3 separate regions of the Rattus norvegicus genome follow, and regions 2 and 3 are each linked to region 1. A link is a contact called in public Hi-C data. All regions are on one chromosome and are shown on one strand. Each heading gives the region's core, a stretch centred on a gene start, on an enhancer-like site or on the middle of the called end of the contact. The rest is flanking DNA. Distances are from core to core; before and after follow the strand shown. Region 1 holds the start of Maf (MAF bZIP transcription factor). Region 2 overlaps Wwox (WW domain-containing oxidoreductase). Region 3 has its middle 130 kb from the start of Dynlrb2.

What was found. Hi-C and Micro-C count contacts between places; a contact is called where the count stands out from the background.
Region 2: a contact with region 1 is called in a Hi-C map of kidney, with 5 times the contacts expected there. The contact joins the enhancer-like site here to the promoter of Maf in region 1. A contact is called at or near these places in 9 of 12 Hi-C or Micro-C datasets (the A7r5 cell line, Schwann cells, frontal cortex and 5 more) and 1 of 1 datasets of contacts at active chromatin or transcription factors (oligodendrocytes).
Region 3: a Hi-C map of Schwann cells shows a contact between it and region 1, with 9 times the contacts expected there. The contact joins the enhancer-like site here to the promoter of Maf in region 1. A contact is called at or near these places in 5 of 12 Hi-C or Micro-C datasets (the A7r5 cell line, Schwann cells, kidney and 1 more) and 1 of 1 datasets of contacts at active chromatin or transcription factors (oligodendrocytes).

The regions. Positions count from the first base shown.
Region 1 is chr19:60,619,223-60,623,051 of GRCr8, reverse strand. It overlaps Maf (MAF bZIP transcription factor), which reads left to right and starts at 1,696. Exons shown (of 1, transcript NM_019318.2): 1 at 1,696-3,640. The coding sequence starts at 1,873. The coding sequence ends at 2,982.
Region 2 is chr19:59,688,848-59,692,676 of GRCr8, reverse strand. All of the region lies in intron 8 of Wwox (WW domain-containing oxidoreductase), which reads right to left. Among named protein-coding and RNA genes, the nearest start is that of Trnal-cag16, 130 kb to the right of the region's middle. Within about 2 kb of position 1,801, at least 19 of the 93 cell types and tissues checked have an H3K27ac peak or open chromatin away from gene starts, as enhancers often do. A contact at or near this core is called in kidney and liver, where this site is marked.
Region 3 is chr19:61,296,490-61,300,318 of GRCr8, reverse strand. No RefSeq gene overlaps it. Among named protein-coding and RNA genes, the nearest start is that of Dynlrb2, 130 kb to the left of the region's middle. Within about 2 kb of position 1,663, at least 2 of the 93 cell types and tissues checked have an H3K27ac peak or open chromatin away from gene starts, as enhancers often do. A contact at or near this core is called in Schwann cells, where this site is marked.

The DNA.
Region 1 (3,829 bases), core at 447-2,946:
AAAATGATTTGAATATGATTCTCAGAAGCCAGACTCCAGGCTAGAGTCCTGAGCCTGAAGGCTGAGCCTGAGATAACCAGGCTCAGGCTTAAAGCATCCCAGAATCAACTTGCTGGCACCGTCGCTCTGTCTGTCCCTCCAATGATAGAGGATGCTAGGGGGCAGCTAGTTCCTACACACTTTAGGCCCCCTGGTTTTTTAAGAGTTATACAGGCTTTCTTCCCCGCGCGAAATCCAAAAAAATAACACTGCAGGCGCACCGCTCAGTGAGCCCCGCGCGCATTCTGGGTCCCCGCACCCTTGGCGCCCCCATCTGATCACCTCACTTGCGGAGGGACAAAGAGTTGAGTCAAGTTGGCCCCCGGAGCGTCCGATTCAGGGAAGAAAGGCACTCGGCTCACCCCTCAACGGCCACGAAGGATGCAGAGGGTGAATCAAAGATCGAAAACTGCAAGACGAATGAATACACCTTGTTAGGGTGCGGGACCAGCAGGGGACCAGGGAGTTCTTGGCGGATCGCTCGCTGCAGCGTGAGAGCAGAGGTTCAGTCGGGCAGGCCTCTCTCAAACTCTGAAGAAAGCAAACCTTCCTCCCGGGTCCTACCATCGGATTCCAGCCGCCCTTTTAGTAAACTCTGTCCCTTGGTGCATTAAACTTCGCACGGGGCGGTGGTGGGGGATGTTGCTCCCTGGCTGCGCCCCAGCAGCGGCGCCGCAAGGGTTAAGCCAGCCTGTCCCAGCTGACAGTCAGCTGATTGGGCTGTGATTGACAGCTCCGAAAAGTTTCCTTGTTTCTATACTATTATGCTAATCGCTGCCGCTTTCGCCGCCTCCCATTGGCGGAGAGTGCCAGTCAATTTCCCATTTGAACCTGACGTCACGGGTGCTATAAAACTCAGCAATTGCTTTAAACTCTTCTCGCTGGATCAGAGGCTTTAAAATCTTTTTTCATCTCGGAGCTGTAGCTCGAGCTGCTTGTCCGCTCGGCCTCTCCCCCCACCCTTTTGCTCTCGGCCTTGCCTTGGTCCAGGACTTTGCCATTTTGCTTTAAAGCAAAAAAAGAAAGAAAGAAAGAAAAGAAAAGAAAAACCAAAACCAAAAGAAAAAAAAAAGGGCAAGAAAGAACTAAACTCCCCCCTCCCTTGCCTCCAGCCGGCCTGCACCTCGGTCTTGCACTTTGCACGGAGGGAGAGGGTGAGGAGAGAAAGAGAGAGCGCGCGCGCACGCGAGGGATCCGGAGAGAGAAAAGAAAATAATAATAGTAACCATAAGAGCCAGGCAGAAGAGGAGAGAAGCGTGAAGTGTTAACCACCCCGGTGTGGAGGCCCGCGCCTCCGGGACAGCCACCCGCCGCGCCACACAACCCCGGAGCAGCCGCCGCGCGCGCCCCGCCTGCAGCCCCGACCGGCTTAGGCGAGCCCTCCTTATGCAAAGCGCGCAGCGGAGCGGCGAGCCGGGGACGCCGCGCACCGGGCCGGGCTCCTCCGGCATCCTCTCTGCCGCTGTCATCACCACCGCCACCGCCAGCCGCGGAGGACCTTCCCGAGCCTGAAGCGCCCGGGATCGGAGCTCAGAGAGGCGAGCAGGCGAGGAGGGGGCCCGGGGCGAGCGGGAGAGAGAGAGAGAGAGCAAGAGAGAAAGAGAGAGAGCACATTGGCGTGAGCAGGGGGGAGGGAGGGCGGGCGCGGGGGGCTGCGGGCAGGGCGGGGGGTGTGTGCACGCTCGAGCTTTCGGGCCACAGCCACCGCCGCGCGAGCTAGAAGCGCCCTAGCCCGGCAAGCTGGCTCACCCGCTGGCCACCCAGCACAGCCCGCTGGCCCCTCTCCTGCAGCCCATCTGGCGGAGCGGCGGCGGCGGTGGCGGAGGCAGGAGGATGGCTTCAGAACTGGCAATGAACAATTCCGACCTGCCCACCAGTCCCCTGGCCATGGAATATGTTAATGACTTCGATCTGATGAAGTTTGAAGTGAAAAAGGAACCGGTGGAGACCGACCGCATCATCAGCCAGTGCGGCCGTCTCATCGCCGGGGGCTCGCTGTCCTCCACCCCCATGAGCACGCCCTGCAGCTCGGTGCCCCCGTCCCCCAGCTTCTCGGCGCCCAGCCCGGGCTCGGGCAGCGAACAGAAGGCGCACCTGGAAGACTACTACTGGATGACCGGCTACCCGCAGCAGCTCAACCCGGAGGCGCTGGGCTTCAGCCCGGAGGACGCAGTCGAGGCGCTCATCAGCAATAGCCACCAGCTCCAGGGTGGCTTCGATGGCTATGCGCGGGGAGCGCAGCAGCTGGCCGCGGCAGCGGGGGCCGGCGCCGGCGCCTCCCTGGGCGGCAGCGGCGAGGAGATGGGCCCCGCCGCCGCCGTGGTGTCCGCCGTGATCGCCGCGGCCGCCGCGCAGAGCGGCGGGGCACCTCACTACCATCACCACCACCACCACGCCACGGGGCACCACCACCACCCGACGGCCGGCGCCCCGGGAGCCGCGGGTAGCGCGTCCGCCTCTGCGAGCGGCGCGGGTGGCGCGGGCGGCGGTGGCCCGGCCAGCGCCGGGGGCGGCGGCGGCGGCGGCGGCGGGGGCACGGCGGGGGCGGGGGGCGCCCTGCACCCGCACCATGCCGCGGGAGGCCTGCACTTCGACGACCGCTTCTCGGACGAGCAGTTGGTGACCATGTCGGTGCGTGAGCTGAACCGGCAGCTGCGCGGGGTCAGCAAGGAGGAGGTGATCCGACTGAAGCAGAAGAGGCGGACCCTGAAAAACCGCGGCTATGCCCAGTCCTGCCGCTTCAAGAGGGTGCAGCAGAGACACGTCCTGGAGTCGGAGAAGAACCAGCTGCTGCAGCAGGTCGACCACCTCAAGCAGGAGATCTCCAGGCTGGTGCGCGAAAGGGACGCCTACAAGGAGAAATACGAGAAGTTGGTGAGCAGCGGGTTCCGAGAAAACGGCTCGAGCAGCGACAACCCTTCCTCTCCCGAATTTTTCATGTGAGTGTGACACGCGATCCCAGCTAGCCACCTTGTTAAATGCTCCGTGGGGGTCCGGCTCCTGAGTGGGCTTGCCAGTTTGCAGGGCCACGCTCGCCACCACCTCGCCCCCTCCCCTGGCGAGTTTGCTCCCCTTGGCCCTGCACGCACACACACACACACACACACACACACACACACACACACACACACACACACACACACATACACACACACACACACACAGCAAGCTTGTGGTGGTGGTGGTGGCTCTTTTGAGTTGGGGAGGGAAAGGGTATCTGGCTCATGGATTGCCAACCTGAATTCCCCTGTAACTTGCTAGCTTGGTTGTTTTGGTCTTTTTTATTATTATTATTACTCTTTTTACACCGCCTACCCCACACATACCCTGGACTTGCACAAGGGTCAAAGATCTGAGCAGGATACTTCATGTAGGACATAACTCACCTTTGAACCCGGCCATCAAGCGCCTGTATATTTTTTTTCTTCTTCTTCTTTAGTTCATGAGCTGGTGTTCATTCTCTGTGTGTGTGTTTTTTTATTTTGTTTGGATTTTCTTTTTTCTTCTTTGTTTTTGTTTATTATTACTAATTTTTTTGGAGCTTGCTGTGTTTCCCAGCCTCTGCCCTCCCTCCCTCTGCACCATGTTCTTGAGATAAAAGAAAAAAGAAAAAAAAAAAAGAGCAGGGTTTTTTCTTCTCCTCCTGAGTTCTTCTGATTGAGCTTGCAAAGGAAAAAAATGTGAAATGCTATAGACCTTGCAGCGAGCTGAGTTCCACCGGGTTTTTTTTTTTTTTTTTAGGCATTGTTATGCTAAAACTGAATGAATTAAAGCCTCTCCTGAACCTGCC
Region 2 (3,829 bases), core at 552-3,051, 930 kb after region 1:
TCAATTCCATGACATCACACGCCGTTTCCGCATGTATCAAGAGGCATCATTTTTGCAGGCTTCACTAGGGGCAGGAACCCAACAGGATGCTGGGTACAGCCCCAGATAGGATGTCTGTAACATGGATGCCATGTGCCTGTTTCCTCAAGGCTGAGAGACTCGATGCAACGTGCTGGGTGCCTGTTTGTATGGATCTGCAAAGCCTCACATCACAGACAGCATCTGATGGGCTGAGCACACAAGCCATCTTCCAAAGCACTCCCGTGAGAGGGCACAGCTGTGACACATCTACAAGATGTGAACCAGAGTGCCCTGGCATTTGTCAGAGGCAGGGTTTGTTTGTTGCTTTTCCCAGGTTTATCTGTGGCCCTGATGGTCAGTTGCTTAAAATAAACACCCATGGTTTCTCGGCATAACTCATACTTTGAATTTAAAATGAGATCTATAGTGCTTGGTCAAAATTTTTAATTTATTTTTTATCATGTGTGTGTGTTTTGTGTGTGTGGTGTGTATGTGTGTATGTGTGGTGTGTGTATGTTTTGTGTGTGTGTGGTGTGTATGTGTATATGTGTGGTGTGGCGTGTGGTGTGTGTGTGTGTGCTGTGTAGATGCCTGTAGAGACCAGAAGAAGATGTCAGAGTTCCTGGAGCTAGAGTTACAGGTGGTTATGTGCTGCCTAATATGGGTGCTGGGAACCAAATTTGGGTCTTTTGAAAGAAAAGCAATAAGTACTCTTAATGCTGAACCATCTCTCCAGTCTTTGCTTTTTTCTTTAGTATAGTTTTATATTTGTGTTTGTGTTTGTGTGTGTGTGTTTGTGTGTGTGCATGTGTATGTGTGTGTTGTATTGTGTGTATGTACATGTGTGCAAGTAATGCTCACACATATCTGAGTGTGGAGATTAGAAGTCAACATTAGGAATCTTCCCCTACTACTCTCTCTATATGACCCCCCCACCTCTTTGAATCAGGATGTGGCATTTCAGTTGAGTTGGCTGACAGGAACCCTAGGATCTGTCCCTACATCCCCAAAGCTAAAGTTACTAAGCTAAAGTGCTCAGCTTTCTTAAAGGGGTTCTGGAGATCTGAACTCAGGTCCTCATGCTTATTCAGCAAGCAATTTACCGCCTGAGCCACCTCCCCGATCCTTAGAAAATGAATTTATATTTAGACATTATTACTATTAATTGTTTCTTTAAAAACAGAGCAACCATGGAGAAATCACTAATGTTCTCTTTTATCAGCACATGGACTAGTGCAGCCAATACATTTGCTCACTGTTGGGTGGATGGGTAGCAATACTATCAGGGCTGACCTCTTCATCCGAGATCACGTTGTCCTTGTTAGAAGAATCTTGCTTCTCCTCTGTGTTCAACAGTGGTATAGAACAGACAGGGCCCGAGTCTTACCATAAAACAGGCCTCTGGTAAATTATAATTACTCAGCTCCTAGCTTCTAACAGGAGCCAGCTGGTGAATGTGACATTGCTGGAGCTAGACAGGTGTGGCAGTGAAACACATGGTCTCACTGGTTTCAGGGCATTCGGGTAGGACTGAGGAGATTCTGAGCACCTCCTCTGAGGAAAGAATAAAAAAGAGAGAACACTCAGTTTCTGTTTCATTTTGGTCTTCTCTTTCTCAGGTTAAAATGAAGTTTTATGAGTACAGAAGAGAGACTTCTGCCTTGACAGAGTAGCTAAGTCACTGAGCAGACTTTCCTCTGAAGCAAAAGCGATATACAATGTTGATGTGTGCCAAGAACTCACTTGGGCACTGGGCCAAGAGAACCCGGCCTGTCAGTTGTCCACGGGGAACTAGAGAGCAGGGAGGCCAAGTACGTTTGGAGAGATGCCTTACAGTTCCGAGGCAGTCTTTTCACGTCCACAGAAGCTCCTGCCCCCAAACTTGAAGTCTCTTGTTTCTGGCTCTGGGAAGCTGCTGTTGGCGAAGACATACCTCTCAGGCACAAACTAACATGATACTCAAGCAGACCCTGTGGTGTGAGGGTCTGGAAGGGGTAAACCTTCCTACCGGAAGACCATCTCTTGTCTCTTGCATTCAACCAAAGTAATGTGGTCCACAGAGCCAATCCTTGTCTGTCTCCCAATCATGTTGCTCGTGATTGAAGAAAAGCTGGATCTGCACCCGGATTCCCACCCCCACAGCCCTGGAGTCCTCTCTAACCACTCTCTACAAAATCAGTTCATCTGGGTAATTTTTAAAGCGCAGCACGTGGGCCAGCTGGAATTAGTTGCCTCTTCCTGGCCAAATGCTTGGGGCTCCTGCCAGCCTTCAGTCTACATGCTGTGTGTGCTAGCAAGATCTGGAAGGAATGTCCAGGACTGGGAAGGAGGGTGTTGCTGACCACAGGACCTGCAACTTCCCTAGGCTGGAGCAAAAAAGAAGCCTCGCCATTTTCAGCAAGCTACTGAACTCTGTCAGCCAGTGATCCTCTGGGTTATCTAGCTTCCTAGTCACTGGCTTCTAGGTTAAAAGCGCCCATCCCAAGTCCTTAAAAAACGATTTTCCAGGGAAGGTGTTGGGAGGATGTGTAAGCTTATTTATGTTGCTCTCATCCAGTACAGGTCTGATAGGAGAGCCACTGGACAGGACCTACCTAGCAGGATGCTGCCTTCCTTCTAGAAAACAGGCTACTTACATAAGGTGTGGCACAGCCGGAAGTTGCCTTGAACGCTTGGCAAGTGTTTTCATTTAGAAAGAAATAATATAAACAGAAGTGCACAATATTCTGTCTGCTTCCTCACTCCAGCCACAGGGAAGGCAGATAATTAGACTTCATTTACAATCCAGGAGCTTTCAGAAATAAGGCCTGTGTTTTTTTTATTTTTTTAGATCTCTTACCTTTGAAGTTCTAGTGATTGGGGTGGAGAGCTGCCTTGTGTGAGATGTTCCTGGCCTATTATTTTTGGGGGAGTTGGAAAAAAAATCAGGGACAATAATAGCCCTTCACAGAGGAGACGGGATTGTGTTCAACACACCATTTATCTCCTTTTGGACACAAAAGCATATGTGCAAATATGTCCATTTATACATTCTTCTTCTGGGGGCCTACAACTCGTCTGAGTCATTATTCATATTAATTAATGTGTGTTTGGTTTCTAAACTGCTGGGCTTAAGAACTCAAGTTGAGATGTGCTAGGAAAGTCGATACCCCAGCACTGCCTGTGACAGGATAGGGGTGGGGGGTAGGGGTGGAGCTAATGGGCTGGATCCAGCCTTCCAATGAGGTGACAGGAGCTTCACACATCTGGGACAAAGCAATAAGCCCCATGACGGGCCTTTCACTTGCTGTTTGGAGATTGGCATTCATTCTTCCACCTCCTGGTTTCACAGAGAGGTTTCAGGATAAACTGGGTCATATTTCATAAATTCTGAGTGTTCAAAGAAGGGGAAAATGATAGTATTACTGAAACACAATTCTGTCTACACAATTCTGTCTTCTTGAAAGACCAGCCCTCTGTGCCTGTTAAGGCAGTTCATCAACCAAGCAAGCACTGGGCATGAGAGCCAGGAAAGGGAGCTGAGTAAGGAAGCATGAGAAAAGACCAGAAGATGTTTGTGAATGCTCTCCAAATATTCCAGGTAGACAAATGTGTTTCAAGACACTGATCTTGCTAATAAACATTATTTCATAGAATAATTTAGTGTACATATGTGGATTTTAGGGAGCACTTTCTGTAAGAATTTCCTGGAAAAATAAAAGCAACCTTTCTGCTCACTGTTTTAAAACTTTTACCCGCTTCCCCCAAAGAGCTATTTCCAAATACAACCTAGAGATATATTTTATTTCAGTTTTACACAGATGCATCT
Region 3 (3,829 bases), core at 414-2,913, 680 kb before region 1:
GTCCTCCACCCAGGGACAGGGGCACCCTGTGGAGTAATTATTTCTCTTCTTAACCACCTTGCCCTTGACTTGTTCCTGGTCCTCCTCTCCTGTGGCTTTGGTGCTCATTCTCACCCTGTGTCAGCTGCTTTCTGAAGCTTTCCCACCCTGAGTGTGAGGCACTCATGGGCCAGTGCTGCCTTGACTGTGTTTGAAAGGCAGGGCCATCCCCTAGTCATAGTTGATCTCTTTTGGAAACTCCAACCCCCTCTCCCTCTCACAACTTGTCTCAGGCCATTTGTAGTTGGGTGCAAACATCTGCTTTGGTTAGTGAGCTGTTTGACTCTAAAGGTGGCCATAGGATTTCGGGCATTGCCACTCTTCCTTAGGGGAGCCTGGAATCTCCAGCCCCTTCCCAGGCCATTTCCGCCAGGATGGAGATTGTTCTCTGAGGCTTTATTGGGCAAAGCACCTTACTGGAGTAGGCCAATATGTTGTTCAGCTGTGCCTACCTGGAGATGGTTCTGGGGAGAACCATCTAGAAGACAGCCCACCAGACATGGCTAACTTTGATCCAGAGCGAGATGAGTCTGGAACTGAGGCTGATGTTGTGGACCCCACACCACCAGGTAGTGTGAATCTTAGGTCTGGGGACAAGGGCATGGCTCTTTTAGAGTTGTCGTTTAGTTTGTTTCTTTGGTGAGATTTCCTCTCTCAATGGCAAGTGAAGAGAGCAGTGTCGTCAGCTGCGACACCAGCACCCAGATTTGTTCAGTGTTTGCATTGGCAGCATGCCCTGACCTGTGTGCTCTCTCCTCGCCCCAGTATCTTATTTCTGGGAGAAAAAAGGGCATAAAATATCACTTACTTGTGATAGTCTGAATCTAACCTCTCTAAATAAGCATGGGTCCCAACCCATAGTGCCCCCAACTCTTCATTTATTTGGAAAAATGAATATTTGTAGAGTGAGTAAGGGTTTTAAGATAGAAGGTAATGAATTGTTTTGGGTTACTGGTGGACTGATATGTTCAAAAGGACCTTGTAAAAACATCAGCAAGGGAGATTCCTCAGGCTCAGGGAGAAGGGAGTGCGAAGACGGGCAAGACGCTCTTAGAAGATTGGGGTGATGTTGCCGGAATATGTGTCACACATGCCAGAAGCCAAAAAAAAGAACAAAAAGAGAAGGGACCGGTTTTCTCTGAAGCCTCCAGAAAGACCCAGAATCACTAAGGATAGATCTTTGGGTTCTAGGAATCCCACACTTTTCTCTTGGAAGCTACTATCTTTTTGGTAATTCGCCACAGCTACGGAAATGAATGCTTGCTGCTGCCATGGTGTTATCAACGTATGGCACGTTGCCGTGTCTGTTTGCTGTCGAACAAGTTCTCAGTGAGCGTTAGCAAGTCATGTCATTTTATTTTGAAGCTAGGGAAAATGTCGGCACAGGATATCAGAATGGTCAGGAGCTTGAGTGGGTGACCTGCCCGGGTCACTGTGATTTGCAAGCTGGACTTCTGTCTTCTCCTCTGGCTGAAGGGATTGAGTAAGTCCTGTCCTGCCTGACTGCCCGGAGTTAAGGGATCAAATGAGTTAAAGAACATGAAAGTGCTCTTGCACAGCACCCGTGTAAACTGTTAAGCTGTAGTCACAAAAGCTGGCACCAAACTGAGGCAGCCTCAGAGAGGGCCAGCCTGTAGCTTTGTTACCCGGGTGAGGTCATCCCTCTGGGCTTTTGTTCTTGCCTCTCTGAGCGCATTTGCTGCCCCCCAACTTGGCCCCTTAAGCCCTGCCTGGAACCCCACACACAAAGCTCCAAAGGTCCCAGCAGTCCCCGAGCCTCCCTTAGGGCATATTTCCTTTGGTTTCTATTTTTAAAAATTATAAACAATAGATAAGTATGTAGATAAGTAGATAGACAACAAGGTACTGTTTACTAGTGATGCCTCGCAGAGCTGAAGTAAACTGAGCACCATCGCTTCACTACACCGAAAGTGCCTCATGTTTCCGATGAGTATCTTTTAGCCCAGAGACCCAGTGTCAGGGTGTCAACCTAGATGAGAACAAGTCAACCCTTGCCAAAGGCTTGCCTGTGGTGAATCCATCTGTGAAGATACCCAGCCTCCTGGGAGAGCTGCTGGTACAGCTGAAGCGGGCCCAGGAAAGCACTCAGGAAGGAAGTGAGGGGTAATCATGCTGATATGTTGACTTGCTTTGTCTTCTCCTAGCATTGTCTCCTTGTTACTGCACTTATTTTGATGGGTGAATGAACAGATGGGATATATCGTGTGTATATACATGCATGACTCTGGGTTCTTGTCCCATACGCTAATGATGTTCCCTGGGAGCTGTCTACTTTACTGTCACCATCATCATCGTTATCATCATCAACAACAACAACAACAATTTGTGTGTGTATGTGTGTGTGCTCATGCTTATTCATTCTGCTGCTTCTGGAAGTCAGATTGACGTTAAGTATCTTCCTCTGTTACTAATGTGTGTGCGTGGTGTGTGTGTGTGTGTGTGTGTGTGTATAATTTATGTGTATGTGTACACGCATGTGTGTGTATATATATAATTTATGTGTATGTGTACATGCATGCATGTGTGTATATATATATAATTTATGTATATGTGTCGTGTGTGTGTATATATATAATTTATGTGTATGTGTACATGCATGTGTGTGTGTGTGTGTGTATGTGTGTGTTTGTGCACACACGTGTGTGTGCCATGTGAGTGCAGGGATCTTCAGAGGCCACAAGAGGGCGTTGGATTCTCTGGAGCTAGAGTTACCTCAGATGCCTGATGTGGGTGCTAGGAACTGAACTCAGGTTCTCTGTAAGAACAGCAATTAAGTAAATGTTTCAAAGTGCTGAGTCATTACTCCAGTCCCCATCTGCCTTTTAACTTTTGGGGGTCCACATCCCTCATGGAATCCAGCAGAAACACCAGAAAGAGACTAGTTGGCCAATGAGCCTCCTGGATCCATCTGTCTCTCTCCTCCACGTAGTACTGGGTCACCGATATATACCACCCTGCTTGGCTTCTACAGGAAGAACTCAGGTCCCCATGCTTGCACAGAGGACTTTTTACTTACTGAGCTGTCTCCCCAGCCCTTTACCCTGGGGTTCAGGTAGGCTGGCTGGGCAGTGAGCTCCAGGGGACCTGCCTGTCTGCCTGAAGCCATTTGAACCAGGATTACAGAGCAGTGTTCCTACACCTTGTGTTCCATGAGGTGAGGATTGAACTTGGGTCCTCATGCTTGTTCGGCAAACACTTGGTCAATGGAGCCATCTCCTCAGACATGTCCAAACGTGTGCATTGTGAGGACAGCCAGCCCTCAGCTGGAGAACCCTGCCGAGTCCTCCAGTTTGTTTGTTTGGGCCCTGCTTACCCACTGCAAAGTAAAGGGCTTCATTCGACTGTATTCATTCATTAAAAATATTATTAAAAATAGTCATTGAAAACCCATCCCGTTTCAGGCCATGTGTTGGGCCTCAGGGAAAGGGTGCTGAGCACACTGTAAGGTAGTTTGTTAGAGCTAAGAGGACAGAGAACCTGAAAGACAGGTGCTCTGAGTTGGGCACCTATTTAAAGTCTCCATGTGTCTAGGTTTGGCTCCAAGTCTTCGCAGTGGAACTCTCCTCAGAGCCAGCATGCCTTACTCCGGTCTTGAGCCCCAACTCTACCTCTATCGGCAAAGATTTCTTGAGCACTGATCAAGGGACAGACTTTGGGTAAGGATTGCTACTTGCTGTTTAGTAAAAGAGTTCAGTGTGAGGAGAGGCAACTGCTTGGCTACCACAGTCAGACTTCCCTTCTGCCTGATCCCCAACTACTCCCTGTTATC